2 separate regions of the Mus musculus genome follow, and region 1 is linked to region 2. The links are chromatin contacts, called in public Hi-C maps. All regions are on one chromosome and are shown on one strand. The core of a region is the stretch at or near the end of the contact, and the rest is flanking DNA. Distances in the headings are between cores, read along the strand shown.

Evidence for each region. Hi-C and Micro-C count contacts between places; a contact is called where the count stands out from the background.
Region 1: a contact with region 2 is called in a Hi-C map of uterus. The contact joins the promoter of Fam107b here to the enhancer-like site in region 2. A contact is called at or near these places in 4 of 39 promoter capture datasets (the C10 cell line and liver), 4 of 484 Hi-C or Micro-C datasets (liver, nephron progenitors and uterus), 16 of 115 datasets of contacts at active chromatin or transcription factors (the 230-238 cell line, CD8 T cells, the SCID.adh cell line and 10 more) and 3 of 9 other capture datasets (adipose tissue, liver and pancreatic islet).

Annotation. Positions count from the first base shown.
Region 1 is chr2:3,710,472-3,715,485 of GRCm38.p6, forward strand. It overlaps Fam107b (family with sequence similarity 107, member B), which reads left to right and starts at 2,987. Exons shown (of 4, transcript NM_025626.4): 1 at 2,987-3,165.
Region 2 is chr2:3,575,130-3,580,353 of GRCm38.p6, forward strand. All of the region lies in intron 1 of LOC108168726, which reads left to right. Among named protein-coding and RNA genes, the nearest start is that of Cdnf, 65 kb to the left of the region's middle. Within about 2 kb of position 3,267, at least 25 of the 459 cell types and tissues checked have an H3K27ac peak or open chromatin away from gene starts, as enhancers often do. A contact at or near this core is called in hepatocytes, liver, regulatory T cells and 1 more, where this site is marked.

The DNA.
Region 1 (5,014 bases), core at 1,737-4,236, 140 kb after region 2:
GAACGAGAGAGAGAGAGAGAGAGAGAGAGAGAGAGAGAGAGAGAGAGAGAGATTGGGAGGAGAAGGGAGCTTGTCACTTTCCTTCCTATAAGATTGTCTTGATGGTTAATAGTGGCTGTAAGGTTTACAGGGTCTAGAGTCACCAGAGACAAGCCTTGAGGTATATCTGTGAGGATGTTATAAAGGTTAGGTTAATTGAGCGAGAAGCCCCACCTGAAATGTGGCTGATGCTGTTCCGTAGGCTGTGGTCTAGGACCACATTAAAGGGAGGAAGAGCTGAGTACCAGCGTTCATCTCTCTCTGCTTCTGGATGGTTGGCACAGTGTGAACAGCCACCTCACACCCCTGTTACATGCCTTTCCTATAGAGGTATTTATGTCCCCTTGAACTATGTGTCAAAAATGAATACATTCTTCCTGAAATTGCTCCTTCCAGGTATCCTGCTTCAGCAACAGGGAGAGTCACTAATAATAAACTTATGATCCCATTTACTGAAATTACTTCTATCTAGGGACTATTGGCAAACTGCTCCATTGGGATAGGGGTAGTCAGGATTTCAATTTGTATATCAAGGAGAGAATACAATCTAGGCCCTAGCACTTCTTATATGGCACATGCTAAATTAAGCCCAAGGATGTATAGATAAGCTTATATGTCAGGCGCAAAATGCTCTCAGGGAGTGCATATTAACAGTGATGTGATAATTACAATGCTGTGCTCAGGTCAGATGGGAAGAATGAACCCATTCAGTTAGAGCAGGTCAGGGAAGGCTTTTCAGAGGAGCCTTAGACTCAGCGAGACTTTTGGATGCTGGGAGTGGTTAGAAGTATTCCAGGCAGAGGCAGAATCCCACTGTCAGTGGTCACAGAGCAGCAGCACAGTGGCTGAGCAGAGCCCCAGGTGCTTAGGGGTGTAGGAAGAGCATGGGACCATGGTCAAGGTGGTTTCAGGGAAGGGTACTTTCCTTTGGAGGACTGCACTAAGCAGCTTGAACTTCACCTTGTAGCAGGAATTGGGAACCTGTTACACATTAGACATTGGATCTATAATGCTCCTAAGAGGTTCATGCTTTCAGTGTGTGTTCTAAGCCAGTGGTGGTGCTTGGGGGGCTACGGTATTTTCAGGGTGTAGATTGCTAGCAGTGGGCTTTTGAAAATGATAACTGGCAGCTTATTCTACTCTTATTCTTGTCTGCTTCTGGACACTCATTTGTAAAGTCACCATTGGATACACCAGCCACCGGGAAGGACACAAGCTTGTGAAACTGTGAGCCCAAGTAAACCCTCCTTCCCCTGTTTCTATCAGGTGTTTTGTCAAAATGGCAGGAAAAATAGCTAAAACAATAGATATTGTAGCAGCAGCAGCAGCAGCACCTGCTGCAGCAACAGCAGTGGTGGATCAGTTTTGATTTAAAAGTTCACCCAGAAAGCAGCTGGGACCCTGACACAATGGTGGCTAGGACCAGTTAGAACACCATTACCATACTGTGGTCACAGAGCCCAGAGGCAAGTGTGGTGGGCACTACCGGAGATGGGGAGGGGATAGCTGCTCATCCTATTCAGAACTTAGGAGTTGATGTCAGTGTGGGTAGGGGTAGGAGTCTAGGCAGGATCCCTCTGCTTGGAGACTAGGGAGCCATCAGGGGGAGAGGAAACTCCATGCATGGGGGTGAATGGCAGAAGACTGCGAGTGAAGCACAGCAGAGAGCCCCTGGGACTGGGAAGGCTCTGAGGAAATTATTGTTGGCTTACCTCTATGAGAAAGCGGCAAAGGAATATTGCAAAGTTATCACTATTACGTGCTGTATTTTAGACTAATGTGAAGTAATGTGAATCCTGGGGTGAGTGTGTCTATTGCTCCTGGATTGGGAGGATGCCCAGGAGCTGGCTAAGAGGACTCTGTAAGACTGAAACATTTGGAATAGGTAATTTGCTCATTGAAATCCACTGACAGCATTTTTCCCCCTGTGCAAATATGACCTAAGCTCTTTGAGTCAGAAAAGTTTCCTAATAAATAAATCCTTAGTCATCTGTTGCCAAGAAAATGAAAAGGCTTTGGTATGGAATCCATCAACCTGCTGGCCTTGTTCTCACCCTGAGACAGGGCCTGCTTTTGAACTCGTGATTCATGTAAATGGCTGAACTCGTGATTCATGTAAATGGCACCCTTGGAATTTTGGGTAGGGCAGGGAAACAATTCAGGAGAGCTAGAGAATGAAATTAGATTTTTTTTTTTTAAAGATCAGATCAGTCCTTCCTTGATCTAAATTCTCCATCTGCCCTTTGGTGAGGGTGGAGAGGAAAGCCCAGGTCAGTGGGTTCTGAGCCTTCAGTTGACTGTGACTTTATGTAATTATAACAAACTCCTTTTTTGATTTTCTTCCAAAAAAAATATTTGGCAGGGTTTCAACAGACCGAAGAGAAAGGGGTGGGGGAGAACAAAAAGGAGAGAGAACACAGAGATACAATAAGAGATACACAGTAACATAGAGACATAGACACACAGTAAGAGAGCTACAGATACATAAAGACATAAGACACAGAGAGACAGAAAGGACAAACAGAAAGAGAAACAGAGAGAGCAAGAGAAGGACAAACAGAGAGACAGAGCATGAGAGGGACAGACAGAGAGAAACACATATACAAAGGAGAGACAGAAAGATGAGAAATAAACTCAAAAGCAGATGCATAATGAATTTTAAATTGTGGGCCCCGTGAACTTGCAGCTGACACCTTCCATTAGACAGGTGACAACTTTTCCTTCCACCTTCCTGGTCCTTTCCTGGGCACCCAAGCAAAGGAAAGTAAACCCGCACAACAGAGGCCCCTGCCACATGACCAAGGATCCAGAGCTCTCATCTGAGTCCACTAGGGCAAAGCAAGGCTGAAAGCTCGGGGGGCGTGGTCGGCCGTTCGGGGGCGTGGCCTAGGAGTTGGGCGTGACTTAGTGATGACTCAGCGGCCCCGCCCCGTCCCCGGCCCGCCCCGCCACTTAATTCTGACGCGCGAGGCCGCCGGGTGCGAGAGCCGCCCCGAGCCGGACGGGCTTCTTACTCCGGCGTTGCAACCGCCGTCGGAACCGCCCTCTCGCCACCTCGGTGGCTAAGGTGCCGGGTACCAACGCCAGCAGCGGAGCGCGCCAGGGAGCAGCGCGCCTTTGTGCGAGGTAGGCTGGCCCCACACTTACTTCTCACACAAAGACGAGGGGCTTGCAAGGCGGCCGCCCGCCGGGAGAAAGCGACGGGTGTCTGACCCCGGCCTGGGGGACCCTGTCGTTGGCCTGCAGGGCGGGCTGGGGTATGCGGTCCCTCGGGCGTAGGCGAGCAGCGGGGAGCCTGGTGGCCCTGCGCTGCTTGGGGAGGTCTAGGGTGCAGGGCCCGGGCGGCGGCCCGGATCGAGGGGCGCCGGGGCGGAGGGGCCCCCTGGAGAGGGGGGAATCCAGGCTGCTGCTTGGTTGGTTCATTGTTGCATCCTCGGCCCTGCAGACCCAGACCTTAAGACCCAGGCTGCAGTGGCTGCGCGCCCCGGGCCAGATGCCCGCCTTGCCTGTCCCGGCAGCAGGACAGGGTCAGCGTCCCGAAGCCGGCTCCTACCCGGCAGACAAAGGCGGGGTCGTGCTGCTTTGAAAGGTGGTAGTGACACTGTTTCCTGTCTGCAAGTAACTTTTCTATGTTGGACTCTGCTGTGCCTCTTGGAGTCCGGTCAAGCCAGGGGGTTTGGGTGATGTCAGCGCAGAAGTCCCCACATTTTTGGGGGACTCAGTGATTGCCTCCTGAAACATTTCTGGATGACTGGGAGGTAATCTGGTGTATAAGAGCCAAGTTTTGACATGTGTGCTGGAAGTGAAGCGTCCCCAGCTCTCTTTGAAATGTAGAGAGTTCCTGTTGAGAGGATGAAGTGCACACACCAGCCATCCCAATCCCTTCTCAGATTTTTGTCCAGGACTGCTAAGTGAGGTTACTTAGTCAGAATGGGGGGTGATACTGGAGGCGCCAACAGGGGAACAGAAGGAGCCCTGTTTGGCTTGACTTTCTGAATTTGAGCCTCCCTGCTAACAGGTACACTTTCTCTAGGCATGCTACCTCACTAGCATTTGGACATGTTAAAGTTGCTCTAAATCCTGTCAGAGATGCCTGTCTAGGGACGGTTCCTTAGTGTTTGGAGTTTCAGGCTTTACAACTTTGAATTAATAATCATATATATTTGTGATAAATTAAAAACCAGAAGATAGGTCACTCATGTGGCCACCACCCACACATACCCTGAGGATGAAGGTGTATTTGCTTTATAGGTGGCAGGGAAGTTTGTGTGTGTGTGTGTGTGTATGTGTGTGTGTGAGAGAGAGAGAGAGAGAGAGAGAGAGAGTCTAAATGAACACATTGTTAATTCCTAACCTTTATACTTGTCTAAAGCATGACATTTAATAATGATAACTTTGCAATGTTCCTTTTACTGCTTTCACAGAGGATTATACTAACAACTTGTTTTGGAATATATTTTCTCAGAGCTTTGCCAGTAACTATTTATTCAGAAGGGAGAGGCGGGAAGATGAAGGGAAAGTAATGTGCTTTGCACTTCACTGGAGATAACACAAAAGACTTTATCATGTATATATATATTTGTATGGGTATATCTAAATCTATATCTGTATACACACACATATATCCATATATGGATATAGATAGATATATATCAGGAGTAGCTTGGGACCGTTTAAAAGGTAAATAAATGTTTTTACTGTGAAAAGTTCTGAGAATCCTGAGAAATCCAGGATGGAAAGAGCTGCCTGTAGAAAGACTAGCCGTGTTTTCCATGTGCCTCATGCACATCTCAGAAAGTTTGTGTTGAGAAAGTAAAATATGTTTTCATTACAGTGAAGAGTTTCGAGTGTCTAAAAGGCCATTCAGCTACGTACTTGGCCGGTGGACATCTTTGTCATTACTTATATTTTCCCCTTGTAAAAATTTTGGTCTTTGAGTTCTTTAGTATGCAAAGCAGAAAGAAGCCTTTGAGAC
Region 2 (5,224 bases), core at 2,017-4,516:
CCCTCTGTGGAAACTCAGCACTGGCCCTAGGACCTGCAGATGAATGGACAACCCCTTAAATTGTTTGCATTCTAGAGGGAGAGACAGATGTAGAAGCTGGCAATATCAGCAGAGCATGAGAAGGCTAAGGTCTGGAGGCCTTACAAACTCAGGAGGGGCCTTGGGAAGATTGGGAGATAGGGCAGCTGGTAGAAGATTGACAGACAGGTTTCCACCCCACACTGCATCCTTCCCATATGGCAGGGAGTGCTTTATCCTGCGTCATCTTGGCACTGTAGACAGAATAAGAAAAGAAAGGCTGCAAGTGGCTAAGGTCTTTAGAGTACTTTTCATGTTTGAGAGAGTATATAGCAATGTTTTTTTTTTTAAAATCTAGTTCTCCATGTGTGTGTGTGGGGGGGGTGGGGTGGGGGGTGGTGAACCAGTCTGACACAGAAGAGGGAATAATTGTGGCTAGGAAATCATGCCTTCGTGTATTGAAACTAAAAAAAGTCAATGATATAAAAATGCAGGATAATAGGGTCCACCTTAGAATGACCATGGCATTTTGGAACAAGCTTGTTTTGCAGTCAGACATAGAACAGCAACCAAGCCAGGCCTGCAGTCTCACAATGGCCCAAGGAAGGATGCCGAGACTTGGGCAGTCATCGTTTCTCAGGGCATAGACCTTGGCTTTGCTGCCTTTGAGACAGCTATCTTCCTTTGTCCTCTTTATCCAAAACACAGTCTTGATAAAAGTTTTGAAGAGCCAAGTGTGTAAGTTAGAATGTCTGTCTCATCATAGACTCTGGGAATTAATTGTCAGAGTTGGACAGACCAAGCCAGATGCTCTCTATTAAAACATTATAAGTAGGGACCAGGGGAATGCCTTAGTAAAGTGGTGGCTGCTTCAGCATGAAGAGTTGAGCTTAATTCACAGGCATGGTGGTGCTCACAGACATGGTGGTGCTCACAGGAGTGGTGGTGCTCACAGGCGTGGTGGTGCTCACAGGCATGGTGGTGCTCACAGACATGGTGGTGCTCACTTATAATCCCAGTGATGGAAAGGGAGAGACAGGTGGGTCCCTGGGGTTAGTGTGGTCATCATGTTCCAGGCTAGTGAGAGAGCCTGTCTCAAAAAGCAAAGTAGATGCCTTGGGATGACGCCTGAGGTTTGCTTCTGGCTTTCACATACATGTTCTCACACATGTGTATGCTCTCATATATACATACATACACACCAGCATTCACGTGTGCACCCACATGTGCAGAAACACACACACACCACACATAAAGATCAGGTTGGCATGTGGGCATGTCAGCAGAGCATTTTCTTTCTGCTAATTGAAGTAGGTGGGGGGGCTCAGCCCACTCTGGGCAGTGAACCTGGGCTGTAGCAAAGATAGCTGAATGTGGGCCAGGAAACAAGCCAGCAAGTGATGTTTTCCACAGTCTCTGCTTCACTTCCTGCCTCCAGGTCCCTGACTTGAGTTATTGCCCTGAATTTCCTCAGTGATAAACTGTTACATGGAACTGTAAGCTGAAGCACACCCTTTCCTCCCCTAGTTGCTTTTTTGTTAGAGTCTTTTTATCTTAGTAACAAAATCCAACAAAGGCAGTGCCATTGGGAGAAACTCTGTTAGGCTACATATTGCTTTTTTTTTTTTTTTTTTTGTACAAACTAATTTGCTTGCATTCTTTTTAGAATGAGAACTGCATCTTTTTCTAATGGGTCTAAAGAACCTTAAGCTAGCTATAAAAGCGAGTGCGCTGTCAGGGATGCTTCCTGCTGAACATATGATTTGATGTGATCTTTAATAAACGTCCCAGTTCACACACTGAGTCATGACAGCATTTTAAATATATGTATATGCCATGGTGACTTCTTATCTGCCTTCCTTCCCCAGCTCTTCTATGTCATTCCTGCTGGGTTCTTTCTCTCTTCCTGAACCACACCCTCTTCTGCTTACATGTTACATATACTTCTTCGCTCCATTTCTATTTCTTTCCTCCCTTTCTCTTTGTTTAGTTAACTAAATGTTTTATTAACTAATTTTGAGTTTCTTACAATGTATTTTGATCATATTTATCCCCAAGTTTTCCTCTACCTCCAACTGAGATCCACCCTCATTTCTTCTGGATTTCATGTACTACTATATAAAAATTTATCAACTCTGATTTGTGTTGTCTTTGTATTTCTGTGCCCCTGTGGGGCACAGGCCATGTGGTATCTCCCATGAGCCACTCCCTTAACAAACTACTTTCTTTTCTCCACACCATGAATTGTACACAGCTTCTCAGATGGGAAGGTGGGGTGGTGAGGCTTATGAAGCCCTTGACACTCCATACTAGAATGCTGACAAGCTTGATCTTGCACAGGTTGTGGCCAGGCAGCCTCAGGTGCTGTGAGTTCGTGAGTGTAGTGGTCCTTCCTGCTTTCTCTTCTCTCCTCTTTCCTTAAAGCCTCTGCTTTCCCTACCTCACCCCTATTTCTACTTTCATAACACACACACACACACATGCACATACATGCACACACATGCACACACATGCATACTTAAAACTAAGAGCCTGAATGTGAGGGAAAACATATAGTATTTGTCTTTGTGAATCTTATTTTGCTTAATACAATGATCTCCAGTTCCATCTGCATTGCTGCAAAGGTCATGATTTTGTTCCTTCTCATGACTGATAAAACCCCAATGTGTGCATGTCCACCATGCTTTTTTATCTACTCATCCACTGATGGACATTTCAGCTGCTTCCTTTTGCTAGTGATCATGAATTTTCAGTGTGGCAATAAACACAAATGTCTGTGTGCTATGTTGATTTAGTGACTTTCAGACAGTATATCCAGAAATATTGCAGTTGGGTCATATGGTAGTCTTGCTTTTAGTTTTCTAAGGAATCTGCACAGTAGTTTCATCCGACATCCTCTTTTATCTACATCCTGGCCAGCATTACCATTTGTTTTCAGGATAGCCATCTGGACTGGGGTGAGATGGATGCTCAAAGCAACTTCAGTGTGCATTTCTGTGGTGGTTAAGGGTGTCAAGCACTTTTTCAAGTACTTATTTTTCATTTGTGTTTCTTCTTTTGAAAACTGTCTCTTCAGCTCATTGGCTAATTTGTTGATTGGAACTTAATTTTTATGATTATTTATATATTCTAGGTATGAACTCTCCTGACATATTGTTTGAATCGAAAGCAAATTAGAAACTCACACAATCACTGTAAGTTGTCTAGTTTCATTTTATGTACTGAGCAAGACAACCATCTTTCACTTCCTCAGACACAGAAGATGTTTGAACGAGATAGAGCAGGTCCCATCCCGTTCCATTTAAGCACTGGTAATTTTTCATGCCAGGCATCTCCTTTCAAAAGCTGTTGAGCATAGCATGGGCTTGTGCACGAAACACCTATACACTCAGTCAGGAATTTTCTAAGTCAGATATTCAGTTGAATGCCAACTGGAAAAAAAGAGAAACAGCTCCTTGGCTCCTCTCAGGATGAAGTAAAATGAATGGTCCTCATAAAACCGTGAAATTTACACTGCACAGCTTTGGCTCTTGGAAATCTTCCATAGAAGACTCCAGAGGCCAGCAAATCTGCAGAACTCTCAGACCCTGTAGAGCTGAAGGGAATGCACACTTCAAACCAGGAAAGAAGGCACACGTGTATGATTTAATAAAAACTGAAAGCGCTGCTTTCAAGCAAGGTTACCGCTGCTTAACAACTCAGTTTAAAATAATACCCATTCCAACCAAGATTGGCATGTCAGAGGGAGAGAGGTATAGAGGAAGAGGTTTTCCCATGTTTGAGTAGCACCTATTTCCAGTTATACAGTGAGAATCTAGTATCTCTTTGTGACTCATTAGTACTCTTTCTTCATTATTTTTTAAAGACAGGATCTTGTGTAGCCCCATGCTGGTCTTGAACTCCTATCTTAGCCAAGGATGACCTTGAACTCCCGATTCGCCTTCCTGCACCTCTATGGTACTAAGCTCTCAGCTTTGTGCTTCCAGACCAGGTTTATGAGCTATTGGGCACTGGCCTTCATGCATGCTGGGAAAGTACTCTGACAACTGAGCCATGTCCTTGACGTACTCTAACCCCAACTTTTACAGAGTAAGTATAAGTTTTATAGGCAATGCTCTTGACCATCTAACCAAAGGAGATTGTAATTGACAAGACTCTGACCCAAGAATATCTGCATCTGTTTAGCTGGCATTCCTGTCTTCTTCATTATATAACCTGGGGTCATGCATGCTTCAGCTGAAACCCTCTTTGTTCCACCACCACACTTGCTGAATATGCTGGAAACTTGAACATGTCTTATGCTCCAGGAGCCACAGGGGGCAGCTGAATGAATGTGCTGTATCCATCATGGGAAACTGGAGAGGATTTTTTCCAGCTAAGGACTCTGTTAACCTGATCTGAACTGTTGTTCATTTTCCACTCGCTGCTCTTCCTTTCCAAAGAAAATATAACTTGTTGACTTAACGCTTTTTCCAATATGCTCTCAATGCAGTTGGTTTTGTAATTCTGCACCAGGGGAAGTGAGAGGCTGGAAAGAGGAGGCAGTTAGAGGAAGGGAAGCCTCCACCAGAGCCACTAAGGCTGAGACAGGAGGTGTGGACAGTCTCATTCTGAAAATCCAGTATGTGTCTACCATGTTTAGTTAAATGGAGAATGACAGTTCAGTTGGAACCTAAGCCACAGGTGTTATTTGATTGTCTGTTGTAAGGAGAAATTCCTCTTTAGATGCTGCCTGCCTGGGGGGAAAATCAGGCCATGTAACTTAAAGTTTCAAATCTTGGGCTGAGGATATAGGTCAGTTGGTATAGTGATAACCTTGCAAGCACGAGGACTTGAGTTCAATCCCCAAGACCCACTTAAAAATGCTGAGTATGGTTGTGCAAGTGAAATCCCAGGCTGGGAGGTGGAAACAGGAGGATCCCTGTGGCTTGCTAGCAGTCCTGTCAAAAATGTTGGTGAGCCCCAGGTACAGTGAGAGACTCTGACTCAACGGAGATAGGCTCTGTTCCTAAGCATGAGCACAGATACGTGTATACATATACTAATGAATGAATATATAGGGAAACACATCAAATCCTCAAAAAACCAAACCAACCAACCAACCAACCAAACAAACAAAAAACAGTAGGAGGAATCTGGGTCCCCTTTAACTTATTGCCAATCAAGAGTCATGCACTCTATCCATGTGACAAGGCACCATGACCAA